Regions from separate parts of the Oryctolagus cuniculus genome. Here region 2 is linked to region 1. Evidence: chromatin contacts called from public Micro-C data. All regions are on one chromosome and are shown on one strand. The core of a region is the stretch at or near the end of the contact, and the rest is flanking DNA. Distances in the headings are between cores, read along the strand shown. Region 1 has its middle 44 kb from the start of KBTBD2. Region 2 holds the start of FKBP9 (FKBP prolyl isomerase 9).

Region 1 (4,895 bases), core at 961-3,460:
CGCTAGCCTCAGTCAAGTCCAGACTGCAGCTTCCAGACAGCACCTCACACGCAGCCTACTCAGAGACCCTGAGCCTGAACACCACTGCTCGGCTCCTGACCCACAGAACCTGAGATCATAAATGGTATCGTTTTAAACTACTAAGATTCAGGCTCATTTATTATGTGGCCATAGACAGCTAAGCAGAGATGAAGAATCTAGGGGAAAGGTTGATGATAAGCAGGATCCTTCGTGATCTTACTCTCTCCCCATTGACTGGGGATCATAAACAAAGGAGAAAAAAATACCCAGGAACTCCACAGTGATGACAGCAAGCAGCATCCCGGAGCAGGAATCAGCATGGGGCAGACATGCACGTGAACCCTGAGACACACAATGTGAGCCATTCGGTGCTGCCTTGAGTCTAATCACAAGGAAACATCAGATAGCCCATTAGAGAAGAAGGAAGCCATTCTTCCGAAGATCTAGGTCATAAAAGATAAAGACGGTGAGAGTGCTCCCCAGGGGCTGGTACCTGACCTAAAACCACGTTCTGTGCTGGAGGGAACAGAAACGCTGTGAAGACATTACTGGGTCACTCCACAGAATTGGGACGTAAACGGTGGAGTAGACAAAACAGCTGAACCAATGCTGCACTTGCTGACTGTGCCTGGGGTAGAAGAGAGATCCTTCTTCTTAGGAACCGTTCCATCAAGCATGTACAGGTACAGGATCACGGCGTACATAACACATTCCCAAGTGATTTAGAGTACAAGTGTGTGGAGGGGGAGAGGAGGAGGCAGAGAACTAACGAACAAGGCAAGTGGGGGATAAACTATAAATGACAGTGAACCTGAGTGAAGGGTAATGGCTACTCTTTTTTCCTATTTTTTGAAAAGATTTATTTGAAAGGTAGAGCATGAGAGAGAGAGGGAGGGGGAAGGGGAGAGGGAGAGAGAGGGAGGGAGAGGTAAGGAGAGGGAGGAAGAGGGAGGGAGGGAGGGAGAGAGAATCTTTCATCCACTGGTCCTTTCTCCAAGCAGCGGCAACAGCCAGGGCTGGGCAAGGATGCAACCAGGAGCCAGGACCTCCATCAGGGTGTCCCACATGAGTGGCAGGAGCCCAGACACTCAGGCCGTCACCCAGTGCCTTTTCAGGTGCATTATCAGGAAGCTGGATTGGAAGCAGCGTAGCTGAGACTTGAACCAGCACTCGGATATGGGCTACGCGGCCTGCAGGCCGCAGCTTAACCACTGCACCACCACATCTGGCCCTGGCCATAGCACACGTTATTCACTCATCTGCCATCTCTTGATGGATACCAGTTGCTCTCACCTCTTGGCTGTTTTGAAAAATGCTGCTATGAACATGGTGTACACATATCTCTGCAAGATTCTGCTTTCAATTTCAACTGATTTTTTTTTTGCATTTGTTGAAGAAAGTTGCATTGTCATTTTATTTCCTGCTGAGATTTAGTTTTTTTTTTTTTTTTTTTTTTTTTTTTTTTTTTAAACAGGCAGAGTGGACAGTGAGAGAGACAGAGAGAAAGGTCTTCCTTTGCTGTTGGTTCACCCTCCAATGGCCGCCGCGGCCGGTGCGCTGCAGCAGGTGCACCGCGCTGATCCGAAGGCAGGAGCCAGGTGCTTCTCCTGGTCTCCCATGGGGTGCAGGGCCCAAGTACTTGGGTCATCCTCCACTGCATTCCCTGGCCACAGCAGAGAGCTGTCCTGGAATAGGGGCAACCGGGACAGAATCCGGTGCCCCGACCGGGACTAGAACCTGGTGTGCCGGCACCGCAAGGCGGAGGATTAGCCTATTGAGCCGCGGCGCTGGCCGAGATTTAGTTTTTTAATTGGCTATTAAGGGGACCATGATAACACTCTAATTGATAAGACATGAATACAGCTAAGCTTCCGTGCTACCCACATGGCCGTCCTCTGTTGCAGGGAGTCGAGACGAGAAACGCTGCTTTAGATTGTGGATGCTGGGCAAGCACAGGGAGAATGGATAGGGTTTGGTCAAGTTCACGGGAAAGGGCATAGGAGCCCGGATTCGCCTCTGGAACGAAGGCCTCCCCTTTGGAGACAGAGCTTTCTCTGTCCAGTGAGCCCGCTCTCGCTGCTGCCCAGCTCCTCCACACGCGCCAGAGCCAGAGCTCCCGGCCTCCTTGCTAGAGGCTTATGTAATTCTGCAGATCCCCGCCGCGGGGCTCTTCCTGCCTGGACAGTACTGTCTGGAGCTGCTCCATTTCCAGATGAGAGCTGTTTGTTCTGGATCAGACTTGATGTGGTCGGCTGAATTCTCTGGGGCACGGCGAGTTTTGCTTACCCTTGGCCTACTTTCTGTGCTTCTCCATTTCCTTTCACAGCTCACCAAGTGCTTGGTGAGACAGACGTGCTGGAAAGGAGGGTTTTCTCCTTAGCTGTCTCTGCTGTTCAGTCATCCCAGTGTGTCGGCGGGCGACCGGGGGCTTTGAAAGCCGTAACCACAGCGCGGCAGTGCAAAGGAATGCGATGTTTATGTCACGATAGTCATCCAGTGCCTGCCGTGTGCCAGGCTCCCTCTCCTCACAGCTCTCTCTCTCTCTCTCTTTTTTTTTTTTTTTTTTTTAGGATTTATTTATTTGAAAGTCGGAGTTATACCCAGAGAGGCGGGGGAGGGGGTCTTCCATCCGCTGGTTCACTCCCCAGTCAGCCGCAACGGCAGGAGCTGCGCCGATCCGAAGCCAGGAGCCAGGAGCTTCTTCCAGGTCTCCCACACGGGTGCAGGGGCCCAAGGACTTGGGCCAGCTTCCACTGCCTTCCCAGGGTACAGCAGAGAGCTGGATCGGAAGTGGGGCAGCCAGGACGTGAACCAGCACCCACAGGGGATGCTGGCACTGCAGGCGGTGGCTTCACCTGCTACGCCACAGTGCTGGTGCCATATGGCTCATTTCAAAACCAGGAAGTTACCCCAGAGCTGTAGTGAATGCCATGGAGAAATTCGAGGGTGCTTCATAAAGTTCCTGGACAGGTGAGTGTTTGCTAGGGCAGCTAGGATGCCTCTGGGACACCTACATCCCAGGCTGGAGTGTGTGGTTTGAGTCTGGCTCCTCTCCCGATTCCAGCTTCCTGACAATGCTCATCCTGGGAGGCAGCAGGTGGTGGCCCAAGTAACTGAGTCCCTGCTGCCCAGGAGGGAGGTGTGGACTGAGTCCTAATCTTCTGGTTTTTCCAGTTAAAAATGGAGCAAAAAAATTCTGACATTCATGCTTAGAAGTGGTAGTCTTCAAAAGGTTCATAAAGAATGCCTATTGTGGAAAAACTACAACTAGATGCCTGGATGTTTTTGTAGCAAAACAGACTTAGCCTTTCATTCTGTTTTTCTGAGAACTCTTGGCAGTGCCCTCGGCCTCAGAGCCCAGCAGCGTAGGACAGCACAGGCCTTGCTGAAAAGGCCCAGAGGCCCCTGGCTTGGACCCCATCCTCTCCCCAACCCCAATGGCAACCACTGGAAAGCAGAAGAAAACCACCCTAATGCATCAGCTCACTCGTCCACGTTCTCACAGCGACGTGAGAGAGACCCACACAGACGACCCAGGAAGGAGACAGAGACACCAGCAGGGCTGTTCCCGGGGCACCGGGCTGCTTTCTGCAGTCTCCTGTCTCCCGACACTTGGTCCCATGTCGCTTGTTCCCAATTTCTCACGAGCAGGAACGATGGCATGGCAGAGAACTCGAGGCGCACAGCTTCTTGTGTTCTCCTGGTGGGTTATTTCCTTAATAGCAAGTGGAGTTTAGGCTTTGGAGCGAGACACTCTCCCTCAAGGCCATGTCCGCAGGGCCATGCGAACATCGCTGCCCTACTCACCGTTCTCCTAGGATGGGAGGGGAAAGACCCAGGGTGCGAGGAGGACCCACTTCCTGTGGGATAGGGCTTGGAGCAAAGTGCTTCTCATCTACCAAAGACCCTGGAAACGCAGGTGCATCGCCTTTATTTGATCCAGGACAGAGGCACAGAGAGGTCTTCCCCGTAACTTGCCCAAGCACACAACAACGCAGGACTGTTCTGCCTTCACCTTTTGGGGTTTTCGATGTCCAGAGAGCCTCCTCCAGGGAGCCAGGGAAGTGGAGGCAGTGACTGGTCCTCCAGCCTGAGGGTGGAGGCTGAGGCTGGGCGTGGCTTCCTCTCTTTCCCCTGCCCTGGCCTTGCACCCCGCCGCCTCCCCTCTGCTTACCAGGCTCCGCAGCTCAGCTCCTCCCGCCACAGCAGGCCCGGCGGGCGGCAGCGCCTGGCTTCGGCCTCCCTGCGGCCCCTCTGTTGTCGCTCCGGCCCCCGCCTTCCCGCCTCTGCCCTGCACAGGCCACCATTCGCAGACGCACACAGCGGCCTCCCCATGCCCGCTGCCTGCTGCCCGCTGCGCAGTGCCTGCAGCCCTGGCGCTCCCGCGTTTTCTGGACGGCCCCTGGCTGGAGCCGGGGCAGGGCTGGCCTCCCGGGAGAAGAAGGGGAGCTGGGAAAGAGCAATTTGCCGACTGAGGACCAGTTGGGTGTAGTTTGCACCACAGGGGGAGTTGGGTCCCCAAGGGTCAGATGACTGCGTTTTTACCTAAAGTGAGCCTTGCACACAACGAGCAGTGAAAACCCTCTCCCCTGCAAGTCCTGATTTCCGGCTGGGAGCAGGCTGAGCGATGAAGGGGGCCGCGGGGCCGATGGAGCAGGGGTTCTCGCCCAGGGCGCGCACGTGCGCATCTTTCCCGGCACACCCTGCTCACCCGGCTCCTGTCTCTCACCGAGCTCCAGCCCCCTGGCCGGGACCTCAAGCAGCTGTAGCTCATCAGGGCCTGCGAGGATGATGAAGGAGTTCAGGAAGGTCCAGCCCCAGAGATGCTGAGTGCTTCCAACCGCGGGTACTTGGAGACCGGTCAGTACCAAGAG
Region 2 (4,895 bases), core at 824-3,323, 75 kb before region 1:
GCGGCGGGGGCCGCCAGCTCGGGGCCCCGAACGCCATCGGCACGGCGAGGCGAGGAGGAGGAGGCGGCGGGGGGCGCGCGGCGGACCTCGGGCGGCGCGGGTCGAGCCTGGGCGCGCTGCGGCTTTGCAAACGTGGAGAAGTCTCGGGCCCTCCCCGGGCCGCAGGGCCTCCCCTCCGCTCTGCGCTCGCCCGCCCCCGGCCGCGGCCGCGCGGGGAGGAGCCGGGGGTGGGGCCGGCGGCGCGCGAGGCCCCTCGCGCCCCTCCGGAGCTGGGGCCGCGGGAGGCTCCTACGTGGCCGCGGATCCCGCTTCCCTCTGCTGTTTGTGGGACGGAGGGAAACTTGGGTTTACAAGGGTGGAGTCTCCATGGAAAGAAACTGAAGCCATCTTTCAGGACAGAGAAAGGGGGAGGTCTGGGTACCCCCGAGCGTTGTGCGGTGAGAGCCCCAGGCCACGGGCGGGCGCAGCGTCCACGTCCCGAGTACGTGGCCGTGCCGCCTAGGACCCCGTAACACAGACACGAGGAATTCATCAGCGTACACGCAGTCTTGGCTCAGCATTGGCTGTTGGAGTTTATGAAAAATTTGGAGTCATAAAAGCAGATCCCCAACACTTTCCCAGCTCAGTTTGGAAACAAACATAATCCTGACGCCCAAACCTGGTAAAAACAGCAAGGAAAGGAAAAAAAAAAAAAAAAACAAAAGCCCAACCAATTTATAAGTATAAATGCAAAATTACTTGTACTAAATGAAACATGCACACATTGAACCCAAAACGTATTGAAGGACTAATACACCATTACCCGGACTGCCTTCTGCAAGTTACCCAATGAAGGTTCTGTGTAAGATGAAGATGAAACCAGTAGATGATTATGGATCTGCTTGTTGGGTTCCAGGAATCTAATGAGAAACCATGCATAGCACTCAAGAAATGGTCACTGTTCCTATTAGAGCTTATTCTGATTGTCTTAAGGCTGTCTTTTATGTATTGGAAAGGCAGAGAGACAGAGGGAGAGAGACCTTCCATTCCTCAGCTCTCTCCCCAAATGGCCCCAAAGCGGGAGGCCCTGCCAAGCTGAAGCCAGAAGCCTGGAGCTCTGTCAGGGTCCAAGCACGTGGGCCATCTTCTGGTGCCTCCCTAGCACATGAGCATGGACCTGGATTGGAAGTGGAGCAGCAGGGACTGGAGCCAGGGCTCCGATCCGGAGTGCAGGGTGGAGACACCACTTAACTTGCTGTGCCACGTCAAGGGCCCCTACAGCTTGTTCTAAAAATGGAAATCCTATTAACATAAATATAGGACAGAGAATAAAAAACTTTTAAAATCGTGCATCTATAGATTGAAAAGGAGTTAAAATTTTTCAACATCTATCTCTAGTTTTAAAAACAAGCAGTGATTCTAAGAGCCAGGGAATATCTGTATCTCTAGTCTTCTTTCCGTTTCCCCATCAATGGATTACACAAGGCTTCCTGGCAGTCACCCGGACACCTGCTCCCTCGCCTGCCATCTCTAACCCATCACCAAGTCCTCTCACTTTTACATCCTTAAGCCGCCGTCTATTCCCTCACTCTCCCCTGCTCCCATCCAGGCCTCCTGGTCTCTTGCTTGAATTATAGCAATAAACTCCGCCCTGACCCAGCTCAGAGACTCCTGTTTTAGCACACAAACCAAAACGGAACTGAATGCAGAAATCACATTATTAAATTATAGAGGAAAATGTGCAGGTAAATTTATCATCTTCAGGTGCTGTCTTTCAAAGTATGATTCCATGAGGAAGAAAAATATTAACAAATCTATGTCACTAAATCCCACTGATGGAAAAAAAAATAAATAAAACCATGGGGCCTGCATTGTGGCATAACTGATTAAGGTGCTGCCAGCAATGCTGCATTCCCACATGAGTGCCAGTTCGAGTCCTGTCTGCTCCACTTCCCATCCAGCTCCCTGCTAATGGACCTGGGAAGGCAGTGGAAGAAGGCCCAAGTCTTTGGGCCTCTGCACCCACATGGGAGACCCAGATGAAGTTTCTGGCTCCTGGCTTTGGCCTGACCCAGCCCTGACCATTATGGCCATTTGGGGAGTGAATCAGCAGATGGAAGATTCTCTCTCTCTCTCTCTCTCTCTAACTCTGCCTTCCAAAAAGATAAAGTAAATCTTAAAAAAAAAAGGGGGGGGGAATAGATTCACAAATGTTAAAAAGGGAAATGATATACTCTGTAAAACATTAATAAATATATGACAAATGTATAAGCATAAGATGAATATCCCATTTGTTTAGGTTTCATTTTCTATTTTTTAAAAAAAGATCTGTTAATTTGTTTAAAAGGCAGCATGACAGAGAGAGGAGAGACAGAATCTTCTGTTTGCTGGTTCATTCCCAAATGGCTGCAACGCCATCCTGGTCTCCCACATGGGTGGCAGGGGCCCAAGGACTTGGACCATCTTCTGCTGCTTTCCCAGGCACATTAACAGGGAGCAGAGAGGGGCAGCCTGGACTCCAATTGGCACTCTGATACACAATGGCACCACTGCAGGCAGAGGCTTAATCTGCTGTGCCACAGTGCTGGCCCCTTGTTTAGGTTTTGAAACATGGCCTTGGGGCAGGTGTGTAGCCAGGGTTAACTTGCTGTTTGGGACCCCCTGCATCCCGTATCGGAGCTCCTGGTTTTAGTCCCGGCTAAACTCAGCTTCCTGCCAATGCACACCCTGTGAAGCAGCAGATGATGGCTCAAGTACCTGGACACATGCCACTCATGTGAGAGACCTGGATAGAGTTCCTGGCTTTGGCCTGAGCCAGCCCCAGCCCCAGCCACTGCAGCCATTTGGGGAAGGAACCAGTGGATGGAGGATGTCTCTCTCTTCACTCTGCCTGTCAAATAAATAATCTTTTAAAAAATAAAATTCTGGAGAATCTCTTGCCAACACTGTTGCAAAAATATTTAACAAATACTAGCAAAAACAAATTCAACAGCATATTCAGGATCATACACCATGACTAAATGAGATTTATACCTAGAACGCAAGGGTGTTTCAACAAATGCAATCAATAACTGTGATATACTGCATTAACACAATGAAGGAAAAAAATCCACATGATCATTTCAATAGATGCAGAAAAAGTATCTGAAAAAAAAACAACAACATTCTTTCATGATAAAAACAGTCAACAAGTCAGGAATAGAAAGAAACTACCTCAAAACAATAAAATAAAAAATCCACACCTAACATACTCAGTGGTGAAAGAAACTTTTCCTCTATGATTCCAAATAAGACAAAGATGCTTACCTTTGCCACCTCTATTCCAAGTATCCTGGAAGTTCTAGCCAGAACAATTAAGAAAAGGAAATAAAAATATCTAAGTTGAAAGAGTAGAAGTGAAGTTATCTTTTTGCAACTGTGACATTGTAGATACAAAACTACAGATTCCACACACACACACACAAAACTGGCAGGATGGATTAATGAATCTAACAAAGTTGTAGCATATACAATCCTCATAAAAAGTGCTGCATTTCTGTACTTTAACAATAAACAATATGAAAAAAGAAATTACAAAACCAATTCTATTTACTATAGCATGTAAAATAATACAATGCTTAGCAGTAATCTTAGCCAAGGAAGCAAAAGACTTTACAAAGAGAACTATAAAACATTGTGGAAAGAAGCTAAAGAAGACATAAATAAGTGGAAAAACATCTGTGTTTATGAATTACAAGACTTAACATTAGCCGGCGCCACGGCTCAATAGGCTCATCCTCTGCCTTGCAGTGCCGGCACACCGGGTTCTAGTCGCGGTCGGGGCGCCAGATTCTGTCCTGGTTGCCCCTCTTCCAGGCCAGCTCTCTGCTGTGGCCCGGGAAGGCAGTGGAGGATGGCCCAAGCCCTTGGGCCCTGCACCCGCACGGGAGACCAGGAGAAGTACCTGGCTCCTGCATTCGGATCAGCATGCTGCGCCGGCTGCAGCGCGCCAGCCGTGGTGGCCATTGGAGGGTGAACCAATGGCAAAAAGGAAGACCTTTCTCTCTGTCTCTCTCTCTCACTATCCACTCTGTCTGTCAAAAAAAAAAAAAAAAAAAAAAGACTTAACATTATCAAGACGTCAGTATTACCCAAAGTGATCTACAGAGTCAGTACACTTCCTGTTAAAATCCCGGTGATGTGGAGCAGGTGTCTGGTTTGCTAGTTAAGATCCCATATCAAGATGCCTGGCTTCAGTGCCCAGCCCCTGGCTCCAGCTTTCTGCTAATGTGATCCCTGAGAAGGGGTGGTGATAGCCCAAGGTAGTTGGCTTCCTGCCACCCATGTGAGAGATTTGGATTGAGTTCCTGCCTTCCAGTTTCATCAACCCAGCTGTTGTGGGTATTTGGGGAATGAACCAGTAGATGGGAATGTTCTCTCTCTTTCTTTCTGAAATAAATAACTTTTTTAAATCCCAATGGCAACTTTTGCAGAAATAGAAAATTCCAGGGCCAGCGCTGCGATGTAGTGGTAAAGCTGCCACCTGCAGTGCCGGCATCCCATGTGGGTGATGGTTCAAGACCCGGCTATTCCACTTCTGATCCAGCTCTCTGCTATGGCCTGGGAAAGCAGCATTTGATGGCCCAAGTCCTTGGGCCCCTGCACCCGCGTGGGAGACCAGGAGGAGGCTCCTGGCTCTTAGCTTTGGATCGGTGCAGCTCCAGCCATTGTGGCCAATTGGGGAGTAGACCAATGGATGGAAGACCTCTCTCTCTCTCTGCCTCTCCTTCTCTCTCTGTGTAACTTTGACTTTCAAATAAATAAATAAAAATATTCAAAAAAAAAAAAAAAAGTCCCTCTTTCCTCCTTCAAGTTGATTTTTTTTTTTTTTTTTTTTTTTTTTTTTTTTTTTTGACAGACAGAGTTAGACAGAGAGA

Evidence for each region. A called contact is a pair of places that touch in the nucleus more often than the background predicts.
Region 2: a contact with region 1 is called in a Micro-C map of ear pinna, with 2.3 times the contacts expected there. The contact joins the promoter of FKBP9 here to the enhancer-like site in region 1. A contact is called at or near these places in 2 of 6 Hi-C or Micro-C datasets (ear pinna and an unstated tissue).

Annotation. Positions count from the first base shown.
Region 1 is chr16:23,621,971-23,626,865 of mOryCun1.1, reverse strand. No RefSeq gene overlaps it. Among named protein-coding and RNA genes, the nearest start is that of KBTBD2, 44 kb to the left of the region's middle. Within about 2 kb of position 2,210, at least 2 of the 8 cell types and tissues checked have an H3K27ac peak or open chromatin away from gene starts, as enhancers often do. A contact at or near this core is called in ear pinna, where this site is marked.
Region 2 is chr16:23,697,085-23,701,979 of mOryCun1.1, reverse strand. It overlaps FKBP9 (FKBP prolyl isomerase 9), which reads right to left and starts at 2,073. Exons shown (of 10, transcript XM_002713745.5): 1 at 1-2,073. The coding sequence starts at 532.